3 separate regions of the Mus musculus genome follow, and all the other regions are linked to region 1. Evidence: chromatin contacts called from public promoter capture Hi-C data. All regions are on one chromosome and are shown on one strand. The core of a region is the stretch at or near the end of the contact, and the rest is flanking DNA. Distances in the headings are between cores, read along the strand shown.

Region 1 (4,910 bases), core at 1,697-4,196:
GATATTCCAGCTGGCACCGAGCAGCCCAGCCTTGCTTCCATTTATCCAATTCACAAAGTAACTAACCCGGCTATGAAATGTGTAATGGGTCTAAATTTACACTTACTATCTCCTGCCTATAACCTCCATTCTCAAACTTCCTAAGAAGGAGTTTGAGTCTAAGACAGTTTCAGAGAGCTACTACTCCCTCTTCATTAGACCTTGGTTAATCTAACCTTAAGATAAACACAGGCACGATATATATACACCCAATCACCAATACCCAAGCCCAGCTCCAGCAAGCCAGCCCTTCTAGGGGAAAGAGGCAGAGCAAGCCCCAGCCCCTTTAAGACAGCCCTTCCAGGGAGAGGCGGAGCAATCCCAACTCACTGATGAAAATGGCAAAATGATTGTCCCGCGATGGTTTCACAGCGGGGTTGTCCACCACGTGGAGGGTGTAGCGTGGCTCCCCCGTGTCCCCACTGCACAAGTCCAGGGACACACTCCCCAGCCCGGCTTTGCGGCGCAGCTGACTACACAGCCAAGCATAGTACTGGCGCTCCCGCACAGCCTCCGCCAGCTGATCAGCACTCTCCAGCCTTACGGGCTTGCCCTGCTCCTGAGTACACAGCTCAAAGATCTGAAGGGCAGAGCCAGGGACTGGCCTGAACTTAGTCATGACGAAGGCAAAGACGGGCAGGGAGAAGCGGGGCTCGGCTTCAGACACCCGGTCCTGGCTGCTGGCCACTTGGTGTGCCCTCACCATCCACCCCTCCCGAGAGAAGTGGCCCACTGCTTTCTTCAGGATGTGAGCCTGAGCCAGGGAGATGCAGAGGTAGCGACCGCCCACCTGCAGGACACGGCCAACCTCAGCTAGCATCCTGTCCACCTGACGCAGGGTCACCTCCTCCTCATCTGTCAGGACAGCATCCAGCGTGCCCTTGTCCAACACCACCTGGAATGTGGCGTCAGGAAACTCCAGCTGGGTCATGTCCATCTTCAGGAAACTCATGTGGGGCCGTCGGCTGCCATTGCGTTCCTTCATCTGCTTGATGACAACCTCGCTGATGTCGATGTTCACGATATCCTGATAGCCCACATCATAGAGTTGTTCACTGAGCTCTGAGTTGCCACATCCGATCACAAGCACCTGGAGGGAAGAAACAAAGACAAAATGAAAGTGACCAAAGTCAAGAAATCCGCTTCAGATACCTCAAAGACTAGAGATTAGTAGACTTTGGCTACTTCATATTCTCCAGGGGCAGAGACACTATTCTGAGTAGAAAGAAGCACTCAAGTTAACTCTAGACACCATCTTGAAACTAGCAATGCAGGTGTGCACAATCCACGGTCTAGCATAGTCATGCCTGCAAAACCAAACTGTAAATATTCTTAAAATATTGTGGGTTTTTTTTTTTTTGGGAGGGGGGCATTGATAATTTTTTTTTCTATTACTTGATTGCATGGTTCTCAGGCCTTGTAGATGACAACCTCTTCTTACAATGTCAAAAGCTAGACACACGTGGGAGAAAATCACTAATCCAAACAGTATTATGCCACAATAAAGGTCATGTGAGAACAGGCTGTGTGATGTGCGCTATTCAAAACTTGTGTGCAGCCTGAGGGACGGTTCAGTAGGTTAGAACTATTGCTCTTGCAAAGGACCCAAGTTCAGTTCTTAGCACAGCCTATAACTCCATTTCCAGAGAATTTGGTAGCCTCTTCTGGCCTCCACAAACTTCCTGTACTCACATGATGCACAGAAACTCAGGCAGGCAAACACACATCTACATAATAAAATAAGGAAATCTTTGTCTTGAAGTTTGTAGGAAGTTACAAAATCCAAAACACCAGTTGCATCCTCATTTTTGTTTTTGTTTTTTTAAACCGTTAAAAATATAGGCTGAGTGACAGAACTGTTTCTAACTGCTCATACTTCCTATTTCCTCAGACAACAAACTAGTTTGTGAGGATTTGGAGCCTGCTCCCATCCCAGAGTCTATCTCATGCTATTTACTACTTGAAGCCAAACTTAAAAATACGAATTGTTGTTTCTCTTTGTGGCACATTCCTCCATTCATCTTTCAAAAATTCTGTTGTCACCGTCTCTAGAGGGCAAAGCATAGTTCCATGAGAAGTGATATGCCCTGGAGCCAGACAGACCTGCTTTTAAATCTCTATTTGACCACCTACTACATGCATGGCCTCCAACAGTCACTTGAAAAAAATAAGTGCACAACTACCCGCCTGAATTTGTTGAGATAAAAGGCCCGAGCATAGCAGACCTTAAGTCTCCTTCCCTACCGAAGCTCCAACTCGTCCACACCTATTTAACTTGGAATTTAACTTGTGTTTGTGGCTTCCTGCTCCTGTAGCTTGAGGGCTGGGCACAAAGCCTGAAATTTGATGAGCACTCGGCAGTGACTTAATAAACATATACACCAATAAAGTCCCACGACGCTACCTATTCCACACGTGTGCACAGTGACACAACACCCTTTCAGTCTACTGACGAAGCCACTATTCCAAAACGGGTTAAGGATGAAGTTTTAACTGAAAATCTTTACTTTTAAATGGCTATCTTTAAGGTTGCCACTTAGCCAAGATGCTGGGCAGAATCCTAAAATGATAGATCTGAGTGGGGTCCCCACGCCTGCCTGCCTCCTGCCTCCTAAACTTAGGATTGCTATCTTCAGTCCCCACAAGGGACTGGCTGCACGCCATACCTTTTCCTTGGGCTTTATGTATTTGTGCAGCACCTCGCACAGCTCCAGATAGGTCCCATACCACTCGAAAGCTGTCTTCCCTCGCTGCTGGAAGAACTTCTCCCAGTAGTCGGCAGAGCCAAACTCCTTGGAGCTTTTAGGTAGGAGATTCATGTTCCCACCGTGAGCGGCGTCTTCGACACTGCTCCTGGTGACAGATCACCCCGGGAAGCACCGGGAGGCAGCAGCGGCGGGAATCTTAGCCACTACAGGCACCATAGATTTGTTCTGCACGCAAAACCCAACCGAACCGGGCCCTGTGCAGCAGACGCGCGGACGAACCACTGAGCTGGCCACGCGCCGCTGCCGCCCCCCTTGTTTTTCTTCACCCTCGGTCCGCGCCCCACGTGCAGCAGCCACACACTCCCGCAGCTACACTCAGAACCTAGAAACCATATCCGGGTAAGAGGTCTCGTGATTGGGCAGGCGGAGCGGGCGGGACTTCCTGCGGGACTCCGGGCAGAAGAGGCTTGCTTCGTGGAACCGGGCGGGGCTGCGCGCGCAGCCTCTGTGAGCTGCGCTCTATCCCCAGCTGAGAGCGCGAGGGGCAACGGGAGCTGACCTGCGCAGGAGCAGGAGTCTCAGCTAGAAACCCCTTCCTCAGGAAAATGTGAGCTCATCTCCTCTTCCCGGAATCACTTTGCCACCGTTCTTGGTCAATTCAGAGGAAAATGACTGCTTTTTCTACTCCAAAATACAGAGCCCTGCTATTAATACAGTAACAACGGTGAATATCAGGAGACTTAACCGAAGTGCCTCCCTTCCCTGCCTCTCAAAACACAGTAACCATTCATTATGAAGATGCTCATTTTATCATTGGAGTCCTTAAATTGTCATTCTGATGACAGTTGTAAAGACATAGTTTATGTGTCTGATGAACAATACCATCCTTTTAAATGATCGTTTTATGAAAATATCCCAAGGAAGTTCCTAGTGAAGAGCTGTTTTGAAGAGACGATGAAAGAAACAGCTCTCGCGTTAAAGGAATAAGAGATGGAGCCCAGATATGACTGGCCATAGCCCAGGAACACAGATTTAGCTTCCTCAAATACCATGTTCCCATGAGGTAGCAATTGCATGAACTTTTATAGTAACAACACAGAAAGTAGTAAAACGGGACACTTACAAATACATTGGTGAGTATATTGTAAGATGATTGCAACCACAAGAAAACCTAGAGGTCTCTTCATACTTTCCAAAGGTCTTACCTAAGGGTCACAAAAGATGTTGCCAAGTACTAAATAACTACTAAAGGACCGGAAGATGTTCTAGGAAAATTTGGCTCTGGAACTGCATGCAACCTTTCAACGGCTTCACATCATTGACGTTGAAATCAATGAGCCTTTGAGGACACAGCTCCTTTCCAGAGATTCTTTTTCACAGCCTATACACACAGTGCTAGCACAGACACGGAACAGTTAGAGTAGACATAAGTTTTAAAGTCATCTTCAAACATTACAGAATCGTCTATTGGACTTGTTTTTATTTTTAAAAAGTTTCATATGATATAATCTGGTAGTGGTTTCTTCTTTCCCGACTTGTCTCAGCTCTTCCCCACCTCCTCAACTCCGTGACCTTTCTCTCTAAATAAAACACACAGTATTTTTTTAAGACTTATTTATTTATGCCAGGTGTGGTGCCATGCCTTTAATACCAGCACTTGGGAAACAGAAGCAGGTGGATCTCTTAAGTTCGAGGTCAGTCTGGTCTACAAAGCGAGTCCAGGACAGCCAGGGCTTATTACACAGAAAAACCATGTGTCAAAAAACAAAAAACAAAACAAACAAACAAACAAAAAAAAAAAACAAAAAACCTACCACTACAACTAATAATAATAAACAATAAAATATTAGTGTTTTGCCTGCATGTATGCCTACATGCCAGAAGAGGGCACCAGATCTCATTATAAATGGTTATGAGCCACCATGTGGTTGTTGGCAATTGAACACTTAGAACCTCTGGAAGAGCACCCAGTGCTTTTAACCTCTGAGCCATCTCTCCAGCCCAAAACACACAGAATTAAAAAAATAAATAAATGAATGAAGAAAAAAAACAGAAAAACTACCCATCAAAACACAAGATTAGGGCTGGAGAGATGGCTGAGCGGTTAAGAACATTCACTGCTCTTCCAGAGGTCCTGAGTTCAATTCCCAGCAACCACGTGGT
Region 2 (4,910 bases), core at 1,219-3,718, 1.5 Mb before region 1:
GACCACCAATGTGCGTTCTCTAGGCCTTTTGGAAAGCAAAGAGGCATTCCTTTGTGACTCTACAAGGATGATACTGCAGACATTAAGGGAAAGAATACAGTTTAAAAAAAATGCTCCAAGAACGTTACTATGGCAAAGCTGTAAGAGTCTACACTGTCACTCAGCACAATGTCGACGGTTATATACAAGCAGTTTAAGAACATGATTCTTGTCAAGACAATTAATGTTTGCATCCAGCATGCTGAACACTCTAAGAGCCAAGGTAGCGTCTTTCATGTGACAAACATCAACCCACATTTTGAACTTCTTTAGAGAGTTAATATGCTAGTATGCTTCAGAACAGAAGAGAGGAGCAATAAGAAACACAGCAATGAATGGGCTTTGAGCCTAATGGATGACTGCTCCCAGTTTTAAGCTTTTTTTTACTTACATTTTGAATGAAGTAAACTTGTTTTCCTATGCTTCTGCAGCTTCATAGCTGCCTCACAGAATCCTAGTCTATTCCCACTTACTGCTTATGAGTTTTGTAAACTCTGCTCAGGATTATTTCAGTCCTCCGGTGGGTCACGTTTTATCGTTATTCCCTTTAACCGATATTAGTACTTACTGGGAATAACACTATTAGACTTTTTCAAAACAAAACAGAACGGAAAAGGCAGTGACTTCCGAGAAATTACAAAAGTGGCAAATATTATTCTCTGCCTGGATAAAAACTAGCAAAGGTTGGAACTATTTGGGAAAACGACCTCCATGTATTCCTGAACCATTTTCTTCAGTTTACCTGCGGTACTGAATCCATCCACACAGAGTGACTTCTTGGCCTAAGTGGGACGAACGCAACTCTCCACATGTGTTGGTCCGAGCAACAAAGCTACTGAATTCTTTAAGAAGAGAAGGAAAAAGCACTTTAAAAGGCATCAGTAAGAATGTTTGTAGTTTTCTTTAAAAATACTCTCCATTCATGATGTATCAGCTCTTTCAGGTCAATGGGTGAAGTTGTAAAAATTTTAAATTAGATGTGTGTGTGTGTGTTTATGTGTGCGTACCCACAGGTATGTGGGCTCACATGCCACGGTGCCCCTGTGGAAGTCAGAGGACAACTTGTTGGATTCTGTTCTCTTCTTCCATTCACAGTGTGAGTTTTGGGAGTCAACTCTGGTACTCAGGCTTGGCAGGAAGTGCCTGAAGCCACTGAGCCATCTTGTAGGTCTGATGTAGTTTATAAAATAGCCTAGATTATACAATATCCCTATTGTGTTTACCTGCACAAGTGTCAAGGCCCAAGCAAATAACTGCCCCAAAGGAAAATTTTGCCTTCTGTTTAAAAATCTAAACCTTGTACATAAACTAGCACTTGAAGGGACATAAAATGGTAGCTGTCCATTTTGGTAAGTGACATATAATTTTAGAAATTACCTGCTTGACAGTGCAGTTAGTATTTAACTTTAGTACAAGTATAGTTTATAACAATCATTTGTAAATCAATAAACTATTAGAAAAGATTTTATTTAAATTATTACTTTAGTTTTTCTACTAATAGTATACACTACACAGGCTATCTACTTTTTTTTTATAATCAAGGGGGGGACCTTAATTATAACTAATCAAGAGAATGAATGACCTGGTATTAAAATGCAGTTAGAATCAGGGAAACAAGCTGTCAAAAACAGGCGGAAGCTCGTAGCTGCCTTCACCTGGAATTCTTTGTGAACTCAACGCCAGATTTCTGGAAAGAGAACCCCAGATTGGCCGCATGGTCTTCCCGATGGGTCTGGATAAACCCCTGCATAGACGACTTAACCAAAAACCAAGATACATGTTGAAGTCCCGGGATCCGGAGAGACAATCACGAATCCCACGCTGCAGGTGTGGTGGTGCTCAAAACTCGGTTTTCGGAATACCTGGGAACCCTTAAAATTCTAGTTCCCACGCAAATGCATCCAGACCCTGCTCCGCTGAACGTTCTAGTATCTACAAAGTAGATTGACCTGCAAGGTCTCCAGAGACCTTAGGTGAGTGGGTAGGGGGAAAGCCTTTGCTTCCTTCAGTGCATCAGTTCCCACTTTAATTAAACAAGGCTGAGCCCCGAAGATGCCTCAACAGCAGCGCCAGTGCCAGAGCGCCCCAGCCGGAAGGCCGGCCACCAGGCGCGCGTCCTCCCTTTATTCCCACGTATCTCGAAGGTGACCAGGGCATAAGCAGAAATATAAGGAGGTGCAGCCTCGTGTTTCAACTTTCCCAAACCTGGCGGCCCATCCTGGATTTTCCTGAAAGGTGAAGACGAACAAATCCAAACAGCTCTGAGGTTCAAACCCAGACACAAACCACATCCACAAGCCAGTCCCTCTGACGCCCGGCGAGCGCCAAAGTTACGCAAGGATTCCGGCCAATCAGGACGAGGGCGCCTCCGCCATGTTTATTGTGGGCGGCAGTATGCGGGAAAGTTTCGCACCGGTTGGAAAACGGAAGAACAACGCGGCGCAATAGGGGATTGGGAATTTGAGGCTATTGATTGAAGCCTTCCAAGCCTTGCCCTCAGTTAAAATGACGACTTCAGTTGCTTTCAGTTACGTGAAATCGGAGGGCCACAGGCGAGGCTTTCCGAGTCGGCCGCAGGGCAAGTCGGGAAATGATTTTAAACTGGAGGGCGTGGCGTGTGTGGAAAAGCGCCTAGACGAGCGGAACTTTCAAGTCTACCTTTGATCCCCGGAGAGCTCCGGAGAAGGGTCTTTGGGGACTCCCTGTTTTTCGTGGGCCGGCGCCAGCTTCCGAAGAGCGAGGATCATAGAGCCGGGCAGCTTGGGAAGCCGAGCTGTCTCTCCCGGGGGAAGTCGCAGGTCTTGCTCGAGCCTGAGGGAAGCTAGGTTCACTCCAGGACTCCTGATGTCTCTTCTGAACTCACCGGGGATTGCTTCGGTTCTCTCTTAAGCAGTCATTTTGGCCACTTTCTTCTTCTTAAAAAACCAAAACCTTTCGTCTCGACGTAGTCTTGGAGCAAAACTTGAAGGATGATTCGTGAATCCGGAGTGGATGACAGTGTCTTTACGACATAGTTTTGGTAAGAGCTTTTGGGTCCTCGACTGGCCGTGTACTGCATTTCTTTCTGTTGTGTGACTGTTGTCTTTGCAATGCTTTTGTGTATTTAAGATGTGTACAAACGGAAGCTAACGTCAACGTGAGCGTTAGTATGGGAGCAGTGGGTTGACTTTTGTGGCAATATTGCAGTGACTAACTCAGGGACTTTCTTCATGGACTAACCACAAGAAAAACTACTGAGTTTTAGTTGTGTGTTAGGAACTGAGTACAAGAGAATTTGATGAGAGATATAGTTCCGTGGATACTAGAAAGAGGCTGATAGGACCCTTTGCCACGGGCATAAGAGTCAAAGGAGGCGAAGAATTGAGAAATTCGTAGAACCTTTCCCTCCAGTCACCTGGCAACATAGCAGCGTACTTACTAATAGGGTCGTTTGAGGAGTGAACAGTAGTACCAGATATGTCCCAGGACTAGGGAGGCTGAGGCAAGAGAATTGCCGTGAGTTCTAGGCCAACCTGGGCTACACAGAGAGACTGTCACTCGATATAAACAAAACACCCCCAAACAAAAGAATATTCGTTAAAGGCTTAATCTTTGTTAAGTGCTTACAAACATGCCTGAAAAGTAATGTATACTTAGCAGTTATTGTACTAGTTAGCCTACTTTAAAGAAAGATTCTGTATAAACAGAACTGATGAAGACTCCTATCTAAATAGCAAACAAGTGGGGAGAAGAACGGGAGGAGGTGGTGGCAGAGGGAAGACGCTGCCTTCTGAAGGAAAGTTCAGTTGATGGAAGATTTTTAACAGAGGGGTTCGGATAAGTGGGACCTGCATGGCTGCTATGGACAGGAAGAATTTGTAAAGTCAAAAATAATAAAAAAGACTAGGAGCTCTCCTGCCAAACCCAATACTGCTCTGATGAGAAGGCCAAGGGTGTCTGTAAAGATAAAGATGTCTTCCAGAAGTTGGCCTGGGACCTCCACAGGCATAAGAGCCGAAGGAACTTCTCCTGGTAGCAGCAGCCCCAGTTCTTGGTTCCTCCTGACCCCCACTGAAGGTCCTTCTGTAAGTCCTGGAAGCAGGCAGGACAGGAGGTGGGACTCTTAATCCAAACCACCTGAAAGCAACGAGAAAGGACAAGACAGGGAGGGCCATTAACCTAAACCCACTGAGGTGCACATTAGTGGGAGGCTCACCAGGAGTGTGGCCAAGGCTCACATCATGGGAATACTTTATGCCTGTGGGAAAATGAAAAAATGCTTATTTAAATGTTGCATCCCTGTCTGTGGTGCTTTTTATTTGATTTTATTTTTTAATACTTCTGTGTGTGTGCATGTACTGTGGTGTGTGCGGTGTGGGTGCAGTGGTCAGAGGACAAGGTGCAGGGGTCAGTTCTCTCCTACTGTGCGGATTCCAGGATTTGAACTCAGGCTGTCTAACTTGAGTTTTGAGAATCCAGATAAAGCTAAGAAGGTTCCAAAGCAGGAGGAATTAATGACAAGAGATGACTGCTCCCCTAAAATAGATAGCTGGCTCTTCCAGGTGATTTACCCTCCATAGAGAATGTTGTCACCACCCTCCTGTGGCACACTACTCCTGTGGAGGAGGAAATAGCCACGCCCCCTGAGGTGTGTGTGTGTGTGTGTGTGTAAGAGAGAGAGAGAGAGAGAGAGAGAGAGAGAGAGAGAGAGAGAGAGAGATCTTGCTTTCCAGGAACCACTCCATTGTCAGTTCCATCAAATCCATTGACAGTTACTGGAGGCATTTCCTCTGCAGGTTAAGTTCTGGTTACAGGATGTTGCTGGTCTGGGGTTGTGTCTATAAAGATGCCTTCCAGTTTTCAGACTAGAAATCTCATATCTTTCTGGCTAC
Region 3 (4,910 bases), core at 1,025-3,524, 1.4 Mb before region 1:
TGTTAAAATCTAATATTTTCTTACTATAGGGTCATGAGTACTTCCTAATGCTGTATCATGGGCACACACAGCAGCAAAGTGAACAGGACAAGAGAAAGCACAACAGTTCAAAGCCACTTGATGTATCAATAACAAATCTGAAAAGGACATCGATTCTCACTCTTTACTTGAACTTCATCTTGAGATCTTGCTGCCGCTGCCTGTAAGGTGCTGGGATTTACAGGTTTGCAAGGCCACGTCCAGCCTTCCTCCTAGTCCTAAGTCCTGTCCTTATTATGATGGGATGCCTCTTTTCTATGAGGGTCTCTGTGTTGTTTATCTTTGATGTTAAGTGACATGTGACAAAATAAGTTTGTAACCATAATACAAGTCTAAACAATGAATAAATACAACTGACTTGTTTCAATAAAGATTCTAGTACAATTTCTTAAGACAGATTGAGAAAAGGCATTAGTAAATTCTGGAGGAAGGCAGACTGGCACTACATACTTTTCTATTTTTCTACATCTATTTTAGTCTTTAAGCTTTACTGTAATGCAGCTATTTTAGTAAGCATATTGATGAACCCCAGTAAAATAATCAAACCATAACTGGGAATGCAGTACAGCATCTTACAAATACTACTTTTCCTTGGCAACAGACTCCTCTATATTGTACAGGGTATTACATTTATAGTAAGCTCACAAAATTTCACACTTAATGATTATGGATAACAAAAAACTACTATGCAAAAAGGCAGATTTAAATATTAAGAACCAGAAAATCCAAACTCTTTAGAAATCTAACTCCTACATATAAAATATAAAGCTGTAGTAGGGTATGGTGGTGCACACCTTTTAATTCAGCACTTGGGAGATACTGGCAGGTGGATCTCGGATTTTGAGGGCAGTTTGGTCTACATAGCACGTTCCAAGACAGCTAGGACTGCATAATAGTTCTTGTTTCAAAGCAAACAAACGAGCAAAGAAACCCAAAAATCCCTAGACAACACAAAACAACACAACCAAATAAACGAAGTTGCTATTTTCTGACATTACTAGTTTCGATTTACTTGAAACAAGAACGATTAATTCCAAGCAGGATTTGTTAAGGTTTGTGAATAAATAATCGTAAACGATGCACTGTTAGTAGAAGCTTAATTTCAATCACTGAAATCAATGTTTCATATTCTTAAAAAGGCTTACCTGCGCATTGGCTTTCCTTCCCTGCACCATGAAAAGTATCCTTCACCGTGTTCTAAAGCCGTACCTTCAACAAGAGAGAAGTAGTAGCTTACTAAAAACTGTTCGAGTTCTCCAGCAACTTGTATAATCACTTCACTCATTTCGTCTGTAATCAGGAATCTTACATCCTAATGTAATCTTTGCGTAGATGCGCAATCATAATGTAATGCCTTTAAGAGGACTATCACTAACTAAAGATGCTAAGGTGACAGATTATATGTGAATGTGAGGGTGACTGGGAAAGCAGTCAGGATCAAAATAGTCATGATCGCTAGTTGGTGTTTTCTGCTCAAGAAGCACCTGGGGAGTTTTTTGATTTTTTAACTTCACCATCAAGTATATTTGCAGAGTAATCACTTGATACCAGCAGCAGTACTAATTTAGTGACTCGGATAGGAAAAGCATTGTTTTAGCACTGAATCCGAAGGTTGTTAACTTATTCTGAAGTGACAAGCAGGCCGGAGGCGGTTGCCTTTAAAAACAACTCCACTTCCGACCAGCCCAGCCCGGGCAGCTTGAACAAGGGCAGGGAAAGTAGTTCTAGACTACAACTCTCCCAAGCTCTCGTCTTAGTCGCCGAAATATTGTTCACCGCCAGGATCTTGCTGGCTTCCAGAGAGAAAATGGGAGGCAGAGTGCTCGCTCCCTTAGAATTCCAAGTGAAGCTGTCCAGGATGCGGAGTCCTGCGTCCCCAGCAAGCATTGCACAGCCTTGCCCTGGCTTCAAGACACCTCGGGCAGCCAGCAGCAGCGCAGCCTGGAGCCCTGAAAGGCCCGACCGAGGAACCCTACCGTCCCTTAGAGGCACGACTGACAGGCAGCCTAGAAAGCACTGCCCTGACCCCGCCGGGCAGTTCGGCAAGTTGAGCTCATAGATCTGCAAAGCGAGACCTAGGGCTCTGTTCTCCATCCCGTGCTCTAGAGCTCTGACTTACTGGCTTTGACACTTTTCTCTCTGCGGCACCCTCTCTGCCTTCTCCGCCCTCTCTGCCTCCACCTCTGGAGCCGCTAGCGCAGGCAGGATGCGGCTCCTGCAGCGATTTCCTTTCCCTGCACCCGCCCAGATCCAGAAACAGGAAGCGGTCCGATGGCTAAATCCTTCCCACGGAACTGCACGTGTTCGGGCAAGTAGTTCCGTCATGGCTCCGGAAGTAGCTGTGCCTTTCGCTGAGCGTTTCCCAGGACTGGTACCATTAGTCGATCTGACTTTTACAATATACTTAGAGAGCAACCAAATAAAATATGTATGAGGTGAGGGTTTCATTTTTGAGTATATAACTAAAAGTCTGTTGCTGATGTATTGAAAACTATACAAGGCTATTATTAACCAAAATTTCTTTAGCTGAACTTTATTTGACATCTATAGACTCTGTGCAGTTGTTTTTGATAGGAAATATACCTCATATTAATAAACTTGTAGTGGGAATGATTGGTCTTTAAATTCAACTTCTAATTCTAGTTCTATGATACACTTTGTCATTTGGCCAAGTTTTTTCTTCATATGTACCAGTGATATATAAGTAAATAATATATGTACTAGTAACAGCTATGGATACCCCATTTATTATCAAATACTTAGCATATAACATTGTGTATTAGTTTATCAGTTCTAGTATCTCTCTTATTGAAGGATTTATTACCATTTTTCCAAATGGTGGTAGCATTATGTTTCAGATAGTGCCATTCCAGTCGGTACCAAAGCGTTATGTAACTTACAAAAGGGTAAGGGTATCTACGGAGCATAGCCTGTAAGGGTTAGAGCCACAACTTGATGCCGTGTACAATGGTTCTAGATTCTGGCCACAATTATATTATATCTTCCTCCAGAAAGGTTCAAGGATTCTCGTTGGTCCATATTATTGGTACTTTCAACTTTAATTTTTTGCCAATCTGATGGGTATAAAATAGTTTAGATGTACATTTTTCTGATCCATTGAAATGGCATCTTATATGTGCACCTCTCAGGTTTCTTTTGTGTAGATTGTCTAAAAGTCATCTTCAAAGTGACTCAGATTCTTCCAAAATATGAGTCATGATTTTAATTCTTTATAGCTATACAGTTCTATAGCAAGGGAGTTATAAAAACATTAAGGAATGCTAGTAACTAAAATGGGCTTTTAAGCCAGGGTGAAAGTAATATTTCCTATTCTTAACCCATTGATTCCTTCTTAACCTACTACCCACTGTAAGCTGGCTTGTGCTTCAACTACTCTGTTTCTTTTTAAAGGGGAGGAGTTCAGTGTGAATCAGCTCTTCATATTTATGCCAATTAACAAAGTATACATAAAAATAAACATATGAAAAAACTGGCATTTCCAATTATTATAGAACTCCTACAATCCCATAGGCGTCCTCTTAGGGATCCTAAATTTCTAGTTGAAAATATACTTAGAACTGGTTTTATAATGTGTGAGTCTGGGGCAATAAACAATACTCTGGGGGCCAATGAGCTTAACTTTTAGACATTTGATGAGAAATAGTGTCCTATTTGTCATGTTTAAAGGACATAGAATCCAAGGCTTAGTTGTAAACAAGACCCATGAGACTCTTGGTTTTGTCAAATCTTCATTTCTGAGGAAATAGACATTATAAAATTAAAACACAAGTTGTGTGGTTGCTTAATTACAATATCAGTATATCTGAAAGTGATGTACAGGATTTGCATTAAGAAAATATGTAGCAGGGAATCCATATCTGGTCTCAGTGATCAGGGAAAATATGGTTGGCAGCACTTAAGATATTCCTTGGTGTTCTTTGTCCCCAGTAATTGGTACCTTATGCATGTAGCCATCTCCTTTTTTGCCATTGTGATTATTATAATGTATTAAAAGGATGGGGTGTGGTTCTTCAACATGATGTTGTTTGGACGTTCCAGTCACCAGAATGAGATCAACAAACTTCTTTTCTTTATAAAGTATATAGTCGTAGCTATTTTGTTATCACAACACATAGGTTTCTATGATGGAGAAACAGAAGATCTTTGTCCTGGTGCTAACTTCATGATCTCAAGCAAATGCTTTATTCTAACTTCAGTTTTCTTACCTATATGTTGATATTTCACTCCTTGCAACTTTCTGAGTCAAGAGTTATTTGTAGAGGTGGGGGAAGATAACTCAATTTTTAAAATGTTCGTCTTGTATGTGTGGAGCCCTGGTTTCAATCCCCAGCAAACTCCTGTCGGAAGTTCTGAGGTTGTGTTGTGTAACAGAACTTTTCCTGGGAAGATGTAACACACATTATCTAATTACCCTAGATAGGGAACTCATAACAGACCATAGTATGGGTACCACCCAAAGTCCAACTTGGTGAACCAATGAATTTTATTGGGATTACTTTCAGGAATATGGGTAAAGGTTACTCACAGGAGCAGAAATGACAGCTGCACCACCAAAATCTACACCATTGTGTAGTGCATGAGTGACAGCTCACAAATTTGGGAACCTAGAACACACTGCACAACCTGTTTGGAGAGTATCCTTTCCTAGATGCCTCAGTTAATCTGAACCTTTTCCAGGCAGCTGGTCTGGTTTGGAGCACTTCTTTGAAGATTTTCTCTCCTGAGAGTCTTCTTTGCAACTTAGCTTGTCTAAGTCTCCTTGGCAGCTGGACTCATCCAAGGGTCTTCTTTGCAGTTCTGTGTTCTTCAGTCTGAGCTTTTTTCCCTTCCTCTGGCAGTGAGAGCCCTAG

Evidence for each region. Promoter capture Hi-C pulls out the DNA fragments that hold promoters and counts their contacts. Capture Hi-C pulls out chosen DNA fragments and counts their contacts.
Region 2: a promoter capture Hi-C map of neural stem cells shows a contact between it and region 1. The contact joins the promoter of Cenpl here to the promoter of Eef1aknmt in region 1. A contact is called at or near these places in 1 of 39 promoter capture datasets (neural stem cells), 1 of 115 datasets of contacts at active chromatin or transcription factors (astrocytes) and 1 of 9 other capture datasets (adipose tissue).
Region 3: a promoter capture Hi-C map of adipose tissue shows a contact between it and region 1, with 2.1 times the contacts expected there. The contact joins the promoter of Klhl20 here to the promoter of Eef1aknmt in region 1. A contact is called at or near these places in 1 of 39 promoter capture datasets (the C10 cell line), 1 of 115 datasets of contacts at active chromatin or transcription factors (astrocytes) and 1 of 9 other capture datasets (adipose tissue).

Annotation. Positions count from the first base shown.
Region 1 is chr1:162,545,399-162,550,308 of GRCm38.p6, forward strand. Eef1aknmt (EEF1A lysine and N-terminal methyltransferase) reads right to left here and starts at 2,947. Exons shown (of 8, transcript NM_144877.1): 1 at 2,706-2,947; 2 at 370-1,129. The coding sequence starts at 2,858.
Region 2 is chr1:161,068,299-161,073,208 of GRCm38.p6, forward strand. Cenpl (centromere protein L) reads left to right here and starts at 2,469. Exons shown (of 5, transcript NM_001159930.2): 1 at 2,469-3,058. It overlaps Dars2 (aspartyl-tRNA synthetase 2 (mitochondrial)), which reads right to left and starts at 2,362. Exons shown (of 17, transcript NM_172644.4): 1 at 1,695-2,362; 2 at 782-881. The coding sequence starts at 1,818.
Region 3 is chr1:161,129,205-161,134,114 of GRCm38.p6, forward strand. It overlaps Klhl20 (kelch-like 20), which reads right to left and starts at 2,275. Exons shown (of 12, transcript NM_001039482.1): 1 at 2,159-2,275; 2 at 1,185-1,248. The coding sequence starts at 1,192.